Linked DNA regions of Pan troglodytes: regions 1 and 3 are each linked to region 2. A link is a contact called in public Hi-C and HiChIP or PLAC-seq data. All regions are on one chromosome and are shown on one strand. The core of a region is the stretch at or near the end of the contact, and the rest is flanking DNA. Distances in the headings are between cores, read along the strand shown.

Region 1 (3,782 bases), core at 1,021-3,520, 350 kb before region 2:
GACAAAGTGAGACCCTGTCTCTGTATTTTTTAAAAAGAACAGACTGGGCACAGTGGCTCACACCTGTAATCCTAGCACTTTGGGAAGCTGAAACAGAGGGATAGTTTGAGCCCAGGAGTTCAAGACCAGCTTGGGCAACTTAGTGAGACTTCGTCTTTACAAAAAAAAATTAATTAAAAATAAAAAATCAGCCAGGCATGGTGGCAAGTGCCTATAGTCCCAGCCACTCAGGAGGCTAAGCTGGGAGGATCACTTAAGCCCAGGAGGCAGAGGTTTCAATGAGTGGTGATCGCATCACTGCACTCCAGCCTGGGTGATAGAGCAAGATCTTGTCTCAAAATAAATAATTGATTAGAGAAATAATAAAAAAAGAACAAAATAAAAGTCGCTTCTAATTCACATCAGCCACCCAGAGATAAGTGCTGTTGACACGTTGGAGCATATCCTTCAAGGCATTTTTCTCTCTGTCATCTATCAATGCATTAAAAAGTTCCATTTTTAAAAACTAACAAGGGATTGTATTCATATGCAAAAATTCAAAAGATACCAAAAGATTTACAGTGGGTCTTCTCCCTCTAATCCTTAACCCCCATCCCCAGCTTTAAAACTCCAAGCTTCCCTCCCCAGAATCCATTCCGGTTATCATTTCTTGGGGATCATTACAGAGACATCCAGAACATAGATAAGCAAATATGTGCGTGGATTCCTGTACTCATTTCTCTAAATAGAAGCACACCACACACCCTGTTCTGCACTGGGATTTTGTTTTTTTCAACTTAGCAATGTACCTTGGCAGATCTTTCCAGATCAGCACTAGGAGAGCATTCTTTGCACATTCCATTGTCTGAATATAATAATTTATCTAACAAGTTTTCTGGTGATAGTCACGGAGGTATTTCCAGGGTTTTGCTGCAACAAACAATGCTGCAATTAGTATCCCTTTCACAGAAGTCTTTCCATGTATTCAGAGCTATTTCTGATGGATACATTCTTAGCAACTGAATCGCCCAGTCATAGGGCAGGTGCGTTTAAACATTTTGACGCTGGTTGTCTAAATGCTGTCTAAGGTTGTACCTACCAATCGTCATTTGCACCGGCAACCTCCGTGAGCTCTGGTTTCCCCACATCCTAGCCAAGGCCAAGTTTGATTGGACTTCTTGATCTTGGCCTTGCCGATAGGGGGAAAAGGTGTTCACCATAGTTCTAATCTACATATTCATTGTTTATATGTTAGATTGGACATTTAAAAAATACGTTCAAAGACTGTTTATATTTCTTTTCTGGTGGCAAAGCATTCAAATTGTTAGTCTATTTTTCTCTTGGATAATTGTCTTTTTGTTGATCTGCTAGGGATTTTTATATACTAAGAAAATGAGGTATTTGTTTCTCATACATGTTATGAAAGTACATATTTTTAAAATATAGATATATCAGGCCGGGTGCAGTGGCTCACACCTGTAATCCAAGTACTTTAGGAGGCCAAGGTTGGAGGATCACTTGAGTCCAGGAGTTTGAAACCAGTCTGGGCAACATGGTGAAACCCCGTCTCTATTAAATATGATGGCAGGTGCCTGTAGTCCCAACTACTTGGAAGGTTGAGGTGGGAGGATTGCTTGAGCTTAGGAGGTGGAGGCTGCAGTGAGTCGTGTTCACTCCAGGCTGGTTAAAAGCAAGATTCTCTCTCTTTGCGCGCACACACACACACACACACACACAGATGTAGTGTTTGTATACAATGTTTCTGAGGCCTGTGGTCATTTGATAATATATTGTGCATCCTTTCCCATATCTGTATTTCTTTGCAGCAAAATTATTTGTTGATAGTCACTGAAAAAAATCACTCTGAGTACACTGGAAATTCATCAAACACAAGTGGCTATGAATTGCTATGAACACAGCAATAACAAGTATCCGAGAGGAGGCTTGTGAAGCATCTCGTATGTTTCATCTGTTTATGCACTTAATTTAATCCTCCCAACAAAACTGTGACATAAATAACATCATCCCCATTCCAGATGAGGAAACTGAGGCCCAGGAGAGTCATGGGATGTGTCCAAGGCCTCCCAGATGGTCAGTGGAAGATCTGAGATTCAAACCCATGTCAATTTGTCTTTGAAACATTGGCTACCGCCTTCCATGACCTTAAATTCCCACATTCCCAACTAGTCTGGATTAAACACCCGGAAGGTACGTCCTCATCCTCCCCTCCCACCACCCTGGGCTGGGAAGAGTCATGTAGTTTAGGGCCGGGCCACCAGGAGGCGCTAGGGACAGACACATTTCTTGCCTGTTGTATGGGGCTGGGAGCAGGCTGGGGCCAGGCACCCTGGGACGGGGCACTACTTGGGGCCTGATTATCCTGAGGGCTGAGGTGGCTCAGGCCAGAGGGAATGGCTCCTGCCACATCTAGAGGGAATCACCTCTGGCAGCCTTCAGGGACTCCTAGATATCTGGCCATGGCTTAGCCCCTCTGGGGACTTGGACTCCTGTAGATCCGGGTTCCTCAGCCTCAGCACGTAGTACACGGGGCAGAGTACACGGGGCAGCAGAATCTTTTGCTGATCTGTCCTGAGCCTTGCAGGCTGTTCACAGTCTCCCTGGCCTCTACCCATAAGATGTTGGTAGCCCCTCCCCACCCAAGTTGTGACAACCCAAGATGTCTCTAGACATTGCCAAATGTCCCCTGGGGGGCACAGTTGACCTTGGTTGAGAACCGCTGCTGTGGACGCTCAGGGTAGGCAGGTCACACACATGACGGGAGCCAGCCCTGTGTAAGATAATAGCAGCTCACACCTAGAGAGCCCCACGGAGAGAAAATCATTGACACTCTATGAGGCGGGGACTGACACCACCTCTGCTTTACACATGAGGAAACTGAGGCCAGAAATGTTCAGTGACTTGCACGAGGCCACACAGCCGGTATGTAGCACAGCCGGGGGTTGAACCCAGGCCATCAGGCTCTAGCATCTGTGTCCCTAACCACTCAGGCAAGATGCATTGCTGGTCCATCGAATCCACAGGAGTGTTCTCCATGGCCACAAAGAAATACTTCTCTCCCAACTTCCTCTTTACCTAAGTTCATTTTCCACTTTTGACCAAGAGCCACCTGTAAGAGATTTTTCATTTTCCTTGTAATGGTACTGAGAAAAACACCAGCCCAAACTGCCATGATAAATGGCAGCGGACAAAACCTCAATAGCAGGACTGCGTTGTGGAGCAGTGGGGGCCGTGAGCACTCAGAGGCTCAGCCCCGTCAGTCCTGGTATATTATTTCCTGGTATGGGTGCTGGCCCAATTTTGCAGGAGAAATCAGAAATCTAGATTTTTAATGTGAAATTTCCTAATTTTAAAATAATGACAATTCAAAAAATTAAAAACCCTGTGAAGATCAAACAAAATATGTCTGCAGCCCAATTTACCCTGATAACTGCCAGTTTGCAATCTTTCCAAAGGGCACATTCAATGTCCAGGAACAAACCCTGAAAGGTGAAACCCTCTTAGTGCCCTCTGCCTTTCATCATTATTTATTTAGTTAGTTCTTTTATGTATTCAGTCACCCATTTATTCTATGCATGCATTCCACCCACCCAGTCATCCACTAATTCATTAATTTGCCCATCTGTTCATTCATCCCTCCATCCATCATCCATCCTTCACCCACCCAACCATCCATCCATTCATCCATCCACCCATCTATATGTTCATCCATCTCTCCAGCCATCATCTACCTCTCATCCATCCATCCATCCATCCTTCCTTCCATCCATCTGTTCATCCTTCCA
Region 2 (4,112 bases), core at 21-2,520:
AGATGTTGGTCTGTGTGGAGAATGGACCATAGGGGAGAGAATGGAAGCTGCTGGGGTCTTCCAAGTGGGAGATAAAGGCAGCTTGCCCTGAGTGGAGAAGTGAATGGAGTGGAGAGATGCAGAGTAGGCACTGCTGTCAGACAAAGGTGATGAATTGGATGTGCTGGGTGAGGGCTTCCAGCTTCCTTGTCCCTCTATGTTTAGAGTCCTGGTCCTTCTGCCAGTATTTTGCTCTGTGACCTTAAGCCAGTCCCTTCACCTCTCTCAGCCTCAGTGTCTACATCCATATAAGGGCTTCTCAGACAATTTATAATAAAGGAGGAGTACCTTCTTGGGTTTATTTATTTGCAAAAATATTTCCCAAGGGCCTTTGCACAAGCTGTTCCCTCTACCTCCTCATTGTTACGGTCTCTGCTGAAATATGACCACCTTAGGAGGCCCTTCCTGACCATCCTCTGCTGCTCTTTTCTTGGTTTATCTCTACCCTATCAGAATTATAGTTTCCTGTTTATTTACTTGCTGTCTACGACTAGAATGTAAGTCCCTGAAAGCAGGGATTTGCTTCTTCAGAGATGTCTATCCATCCCCAGCGCCTAGCACAGTGTCTGGTACATAGTAGGTGCTTAATGTTTGTTTGGTTGAATGAATGAATGAACGAATGAATGAATGAATGAATTGGGTAGATGGTTAGCAAATGCTTTCCCTGCCACCTTAATGCCCCTAAATCATTTAGCTGCACCCACTCCAAGCCTTCTCTGGCCGGGGAGCATCAATCCTAGGAGCCAGATCATCTGACCTGGAGGGTGATGATTCAAAAAATTTGAACCTGGAGGTTAAAATTCTGCCTGTCTCTGCCACTTAACAGCTGAGTTTAGATAAATCGCTTGATCTCTCTCGGCTGCATTTTTCACATTAATTCTGACCTTGCGGAGATGTGGTGAGGATCTAGATAGGAACTAGACAGGAAAAAGCCCCAAGCGAATTCGGCGCTTTTGTTTGAAGCTATCTTTTCTTTTTCTTTCACAATCGCGCCTTCCCAAGCCTAATCACCCCTGCCCTTCTCACTAAGCACATCACAACCTCCCTCGCACCCGATGTGTGGGGACTTGCAGGTTGCTGGGCCCTCGAGCACGCAGATATTTCCTTTCTCTAAAAGGGAAGGAAAAGAGCCTTCCAGGCCACGGGTCGTGCAGGTCTCCGGGGCGGGCGTCAGCGGCGGCGTATGTGCGTGCGCGCGCGCCTGCGCATCAGGGCCAGGGGACGGGTGAAGGGGGGGTGAAGAAGGGGCCGGCCTTCAAGCAACAGCGACGCAAGATGGCAGCCACCACGGGCTCGGGTGAGCGGGGGCGCCGGTCCCGGCCGGCCGAGGGGGCATGGGCTTGGGCCGGGGGCCGGGGACCCTCAAAGCCTCCTGCAGCGGAGCCAGGGTCCCCGCGCCGCCTCTGTCTGCTGGGCTCCGCGGCAGCCACCGGCGCGGCCTGACTGGGGGAGGAGGAGCAGGCGGTGGCCGGAAGCACGGGCGGGGGGCTGAGGGGCCTGTGGGCGGCGCGGCGAGGCCCTGAGGCTCCCCCGGGAGGCGTGAGGGCCCTCTGCGCTGTCTGGGGGAGCCGGAGTGGGCGAGGAGCGAGCTCCGAGGCACTCCTGAGGATACCGGGGCTGGCGACTCTTAAGGGGCGATCTAGGGGTCCCCTAGAGGAGGCGCCCCACAGCGGATGGAAGTCCCATATTGGGTGCCAGGGGTGCGGCTGAGAGGGGCCTTGGGATGTCTGGAGGGGACATCAGAGAAGCCCCTCAGGCTGGATGGAAGAAACGGGATCCTGAGGGGGTGACTTGAGAGGATCCCCTATCGGTTGAGGGAACGGCTCCGGCGTTAGTTTTAGAGATGGGGTTAGCTGAGGAAATAGCTATGTTGACTAGAAAGGAGGAGCCTTGGAGCAGCTGCTTTTGGGGAGAATGAAGGGGATCTCCGCATGATAAGTGAGAGGAGGGAAAAGGATTCAGATGCCAGAGGGACCTAATAGCGGTGATAGTGAAATGACCCCATCATTACCAGTCACCTGTTCGAGGATACAGATGGATTGCTTCAAGTTAGGTTTCAGGGGACAAGGTTCGAGTGGGGCAGTTGGTGGAAGCCTCTGATATTGGATGAGGGAGAACAGGTGAATTGGGAGCCCCGAGGATGTCTCTTTGGGAGTGGGGATTCAACTGAGGGAAGCCCCTGAAATGAGGGAGTGGAAAAGGTCGAGTTCCGGAGATGTTTCCTGTAAAGGAGAAAAGTCTCCTCTTTTTGAATTGAGTGAGGGAAGCATATCCTAGAAGTGTCTCTTCTGTGGAGACGCTCACTCTCATCGACTCCTTTAATAATTGGGACAGATACGTGGGTTCAGCTCAGAAGTTCCCCACTGGCTGATGGGAGTAGGGAGGTGAATAGATGAAATGGGAACTCTTGGGTGAGGCTGCACCCTCAGGTGCCTGGCAGTGAAGTTGGCCAAGGAGGTTCTCTCAGATGGGGTGAAAATGGGTTACCTCTCTGATGGAGGAAGCAAACGGGGCCACAGTGTTCCCCACTGTGGGGCTGCAGGGACACCAGCCTGAGTACAGCAATCATTGGCATATTTAAGGCCACAGCAGCGGCAGTGTTGGGAAGGAATTGGTGATCCGTGGGAAATAGGGTGAGGGGAATTCTTTATAAATGTTGCTACTCTGCGGTCTCAAGGAGCCATACTTGCCTGATGGTTGGGGTGGGAATAAAAGAAATTGAATGTGGGGGATCTGACTGAAGTGACCCACCACAAGCTGCTGCCTTTTGAGTTTAAAACAGTGGGGTCTTCTTGCAGAATAGCGGAGACCATGAATCCTTTTACTCGATTTTGGTTTCAGCTGGAACAGTGCTGAGTCAATTCATTTACCATGACGCTGCCCCAGGCACTCCCAGAAGAGAGATTCTGAGTCAGGCCAGACTGCTGGGTAGAACTTCTCACCAGAATAACACTCCTACCAGGTCGTAATAAACGAAGGGGCCCAGTGTGCTGGTGGTAGCCAGCAATAAGGTGCTGTTGCAGCTCAGCCCTGCTTGCAGTCACTCGGTTGGCTACCTACAATCTGGGTTAACAGCTGCCCGATTCTAATTTCTCCAGACCCTGACAGTTAAAAAGTGAGTGCTTCATAAATGGCTATGGTGATCAGATAAAATGTCAGCTGCTGTCTAGTGGAATACAAGAGCACTTGGCATGGTTTAGATAACATAGGACAGGCTTTGAGGTGCCCTAAAATGGACTTCCCAAAATTCTTTTGTCTGTTTATTCAACAGATATTTACTGAGGGCCTATTATGTCCCATCGTGGATAGCAAACAAAATGGACATAGTCTGTGTCCTTCAGGAGCTTCCATTCAAGTCAGGGAGAGAAGGCTGTTAAGGAGTAAATAAGACAATTTCAGATAGCAGTAAGTGCTATGGAGGAAATTGTGTGATGTGATAGTGTCTGGAGAGGTGGTCAGGAAAGTGACATTTCAACTGAGTCAAATAATGGAAAGAGCCAACCCTACAGTGTCACAGGCAGGAGAGAGAGTGGGCTGTGAGTGCAAAGGCCCTGTGGTGGGACTCTGCTTGGCATGTTGAAATAACAGGATAAAAGGCCTTCATGTGCAAGCAAGGCTTGTTAAGGAGATGAGTTGGAGAGACATGGCTTTGGATTTGAGATGGTATGAGGGGAAGCCATCAAACAAGTGTCTGGTATGAAGTAGGCATTCAGTAAATATTTGTTGAATGAATGAATAAGAGTCTTAAAAAGAGGAGTATGATAAGATCTGACCTTCGTCCCTAGGCAGTGAAAAGAGTGCAGGGTGCTAAGAGTAAAGCAGACCTTACTTGGGGTAAACTAAAATGAGTGTACAGGCCTCTCTGCTTTCTAACCCTGAGAAGTCTTCCAGGTGTGGTCAGGGCCCAGAGGCCTTCCTTAGCCAGGTTTAGGGTGAGGCTCTTGATTAATCTGTGCCTCCGGTTGCCAGGAAACAGCTGTGAAGCCTTTGAGTTCCTGTAAGGGCTGAACTTAGTTTTTTATGGTCACTGCTTTCAGCATTTGGCTACACCACCTTCCCACTTCCTTTGGTTC
Region 3 (3,747 bases), core at 442-2,941, 470 kb before region 2:
CATCATCTGTACAGAAATCACTAATTCCAAGTACACACAGAGTCACCTTCCACTCATCTACCTCTAAGAGGAACATTAATTCTCAGACTTTCTCCCAGGGTCCACACACCCAGTCAACAAATACCACACCCTGGGGCCAGGCCCTGGGCTTGACACTGAACCTGCAGGGTGTGCCTGCTTAGACTTCATTTCCCTTCGGATTGAAGAGTCCCCTCACCTCTTTTCTCCCTATCACTTCCACTGTCTACATGGTTACAACTGGTTTCTCTCTGTCTCACGAGTCACAATGATGCTGGGCAGCCACCCACAAAATCTTGTCATAAAGCCCTGCAAGGCCTCCCGTGAAAAAGTGAACAAGGAACAGCAGGTGAGGCACTGGCTCTGGGCAACTTTCAGACGGGGCTTCAAGATGATCTGGAGGTTTCAGAGGATTGTCACTTTACAGAAAAAAGTAGCAGACTTGGTCTCCAAAGACTGGTGACTCCAAGGTGTGGCTCAACACCCAGCTGAAGAGGCGGTCAATGCGAACAGCATCAGCTCATGAACCGAGTGTGTCCTGCATGCTGGCGCTGCGCTCTCCCACCAGCTGCTCCAGGCAGGCACTCCCATCCATTTTCCAACGAGGAGGTGGACGTTTGGAGGCAGAGAGTCCGTGCTGAGAGCCTGCTGCAGACACGGTTGAAAGGTGGACCCCAGCCCTTGTCCCAGAATGTCTCTTCCATGGCTGGGTCTGCCCCAGAGGAACAGAAGTAATGGCCTGGCGTCTGTTTCCAGCTCTGCTCCTTCCTTGAGGCTTCTGGCGGCTGTGATCAAAAGGCAGCCCTCGCTGGGGGGAGTACGCAACATCTTCAATGACCTAAGAGCTCCTAGTAAATGGGAACCAGTCACTTGGTAAGCAAGGCCCTGAGAGGGAAAGGGCTCTGGAAGTGAAAGTCTCCTAACATGGGCCCGGGAAGACAGCCACAGACAGGAACCATACCAGCCTGGAGGGTTTCCCTGTGGCCCAGTGCCAGGGCCACCTGGCGAGCAGCTGATGGCAGAAGGATTCAGGCCAGAGATCTGCTCATGATGCCTTCCTTCACTTGACGAATGTCCACACTATGCCAACCATGTGCCAGTTACCGTGCCAGGGAGGCGGGGGCAAAGACACCACCTCACCCTCACAGAGCTCATGGCATAGTTACTAGGACCTCCCCCAACTCTGCTGGGATGAAAATAATACATATTTAACCCTGCCTCAGCCATTAAATACACTAGTAAGTAATATTTAATGTTCATTAAATATTAAATACAGTATCTTGGCACAGAACAAGGAGAAATTTGTGTATGTTAGGATAATTGCTAGACTCACACTAGGCAATTCCATCATTCTTTCCTCTCTAGAAAATGGTATCCATATAACCTTAACGACATTAAAGAAGAAGAAATACCTCTTCTATTTGGAGGGTGGGGGCAGGTGGGGAAGAAAAGGACTTAAAATGTATTTTTAAAAAATTATTATTATTATTTTGAGACAGAGTCTTGCTCTGTCGCCCAGGCTGGAATGCAGTGGCATGATCTCGACTCAATGCAACCTCCGCCTCCTGGGTTCAAGCAATTCTCTGCCTCAGCCTCCCGAGTAGCTGGGATTACAGGTGCCCGCCACCACGCCCGGCTAATTTTTTTTTTTTTTTTTTGTATTTTTAGTAGAGACGGGGTTTCACCATCTTGGCCAGGCTGGTCTTGAACCCCTGGCCTCGTGAACCACCCACCTCAGCCCCTCAAAGTGCTGGGATTACAGGTGTTAGCCACCGTGCCCGGCCGTTAAAATGTATTTTAAAATTGAATAAGAAGCAAGCATGCCAAACGCAAGTTTTCCTTTAATCCTTGAAGGTGTGGGTTACCGCCCACTGACACCCTCCCTCACACCTGCTCACCTCTTTCACAAGGAACTCATTCCAGCCTTGTGCTAGAACAGACAGCTATGGCTGAGAAAAGCCTTTTAAAAACAAAGTCTGTTGGAGCAAACAGATCCTAACATCAAAACCTCGGAGCTGGCTGTATTCACTCTGCCAAGCAAAAAGCGCACAGCTCTTCTGCTCTGTTGAAATTCAGTTTCCCTCAACAAGCAAATAGTTTCCCAGAAGTCACTCTTAATGTCAGGCTTGCAAATGCTAAAAAGCATTCTTTTAAAAGGCTACTGCATAAATCCTCTAGCACATTCCAACACACTGCCCATGTTACTCCTGAGAATCTTCCAGAAAGCACCTCCAGCCACCGTACTCAGAACCCTCTGCCCCATCAGGGCTATGGCAGGGCTGGTGACTCCGGCGCGGTCACCACCAGAGGGCAGAAAGCACTCGCATCAGCTGCACTGCTACCATCCTCAAGAGCCAGGCAGCCCGAACCCCTTGCCTACGTCCTGGTAACCTGTGCTACATTCTAGATCTTACTTCTACTATTTTATTTATTTATTTATTTTTGAGACAGGGTCTTGCTCTGTCACCCAGGCTAGAGTGCAGTGGTGCAAGCATAGCTCACTGCAGCCTTGAACTCCTGGGCACAAGCAATCCTCCTGCCTCAGCCTCCTGAGTAGCTGGACTATAGGGGAGCACCACGATGTCTGACTAATTGTTTTTGTTTTTTTGTAGAGACGGGGGTCTCACTATGTTGCCCAAGCTGGTCTTGAACTCCTGGCCTCGAGTGATCCTCCTGGCCTCAGCCTCCCCAAGTGCTGGGATTAAAGACGTGAGCCACCGCACCTGGCTTACATCAACTATGAAATGAATGGCAGGAGCCATGATGATTAAGAAGTAGTACTTGAGAAGGGGAGGCATGGGTAACCCAGAAGCAGATCCCTCCCCACCCACACAGCCCTGGAGCCCCACTCCACATGGTCTCCCTACGGCTCCACCTTCCCTTCAGATAAAGCCCGTGCTACACACCCATGGTAACTGCTAACCCTTCCCGTATAGGACCTCCCAGAACCCTCGCAAAACCTGAGTTTGACAGAAGAGGAAACGGAGACACTGTGACGAGCTGGTAAGGTGGGGCCAGGATTCGACCCCAGTTAGGTTCTAGAGGTTGGTGGCTGGCCACTCTTCACTGGTGCCCCCAGGTGCTGCCGCGCACTCCCTCCACTGTTCCCCAGAATGACATGAACACCCCCAAGTTACGGATCCAGGGGAATTATTCCGAAGCCCCAGGAGCAGCGCGTTCAGCGGCAGTGCTGCTTGCCACAATGCCTTGCCATGTTCCAAGACCAACTTTTACCAAGCAAGTAGCTGGTGTTATAAACTCTTCCCACAACAAAAAAACCCAAGACCTGGCCCAGAAAACTTTCACTAGCTATGAAACTGGAGTGAGCCCCTATACCCCTTCTTCCCTCTCTTCAGACTCAAAGACTGAGGACCACAAAGAAGGCAGCATGCTTCACTGGGACTTGCAGGCTGCCGCTCCAGTCCCTCTGCAGCTGCACAAGCAGGAACCAGTCTTTTGGGTAAGAAACTCTCCTTTCCCTAAGAACTGGTGTTAACTGTTGTTAAAGGTCAGAGAGAGCACTGTGGCCTCCACCCTCCCTGGGCACTTGGTAGGTACACAAGTAAGCTCCGCTCACCACAGTGCCCAAACCACATCTTGCTCAGGGTATACAAAAGCCAGGAACACTGACATTAGGTAATATCACCCAAGGGATAAAGGAAGAGGCATGTGAACCAGTAGCCGCCTGAAGTGCTGAAGTGTGTGCTATACTCACTGTAAGGTTTTCCA

What was found. A called contact is a pair of places that touch in the nucleus more often than the background predicts. HiChIP or PLAC-seq counts read pairs in DNA pulled down with a chosen protein or histone mark.
Region 1: a contact with region 2 is called in a Hi-C map of induced pluripotent stem cells, with 2.2 times the contacts expected there. The contact joins the enhancer-like site here to the promoter of UBE2V1 in region 2. A contact is called at or near these places in 2 of 7 Hi-C or Micro-C datasets (induced pluripotent stem cells and stem cell-derived neural progenitor cells) and 1 of 1 datasets of contacts at active chromatin or transcription factors (stem cell-derived excitatory neurons).
Region 3: an H3K4me3 HiChIP or PLAC-seq map of stem cell-derived excitatory neurons shows a contact between it and region 2, with 4 times the contacts expected there. The contact joins the promoter of LOC134809186 here to the promoter of UBE2V1 in region 2. A contact is called at or near these places in 1 of 7 Hi-C or Micro-C datasets (stem cell-derived neural progenitor cells) and 1 of 1 datasets of contacts at active chromatin or transcription factors (stem cell-derived excitatory neurons).

Annotation. Positions count from the first base shown.
Region 1 is chr21:56,748,774-56,752,555 of NHGRI_mPanTro3-v2.0_pri, reverse strand. No RefSeq gene overlaps it. Among named protein-coding and RNA genes, the nearest start is that of PTPN1, 49 kb to the left of the region's middle. Within about 2 kb of position 2,270, at least 1 of the 24 cell types and tissues checked has an H3K27ac peak or open chromatin away from gene starts, as enhancers often do. A contact at or near this core is called in induced pluripotent stem cells, where this site is marked.
Region 2 is chr21:56,396,432-56,400,543 of NHGRI_mPanTro3-v2.0_pri, reverse strand. It overlaps UBE2V1 (ubiquitin conjugating enzyme E2 V1), which reads left to right and starts at 1,270. Exons shown (of 4, transcript NM_001205077.2): 1 at 1,270-1,336. The coding sequence starts at 1,315.
Region 3 is chr21:56,864,106-56,867,852 of NHGRI_mPanTro3-v2.0_pri, reverse strand. LOC134809186 reads left to right here and starts at 1,691. Exons shown (of 2, transcript XM_063803107.1): 1 at 1,691-3,478. The coding sequence starts at 3,137. PTPN1 (protein tyrosine phosphatase non-receptor type 1) reads right to left here. Exons shown (of 10, transcript XM_525354.9): 5 at 3,734-3,747.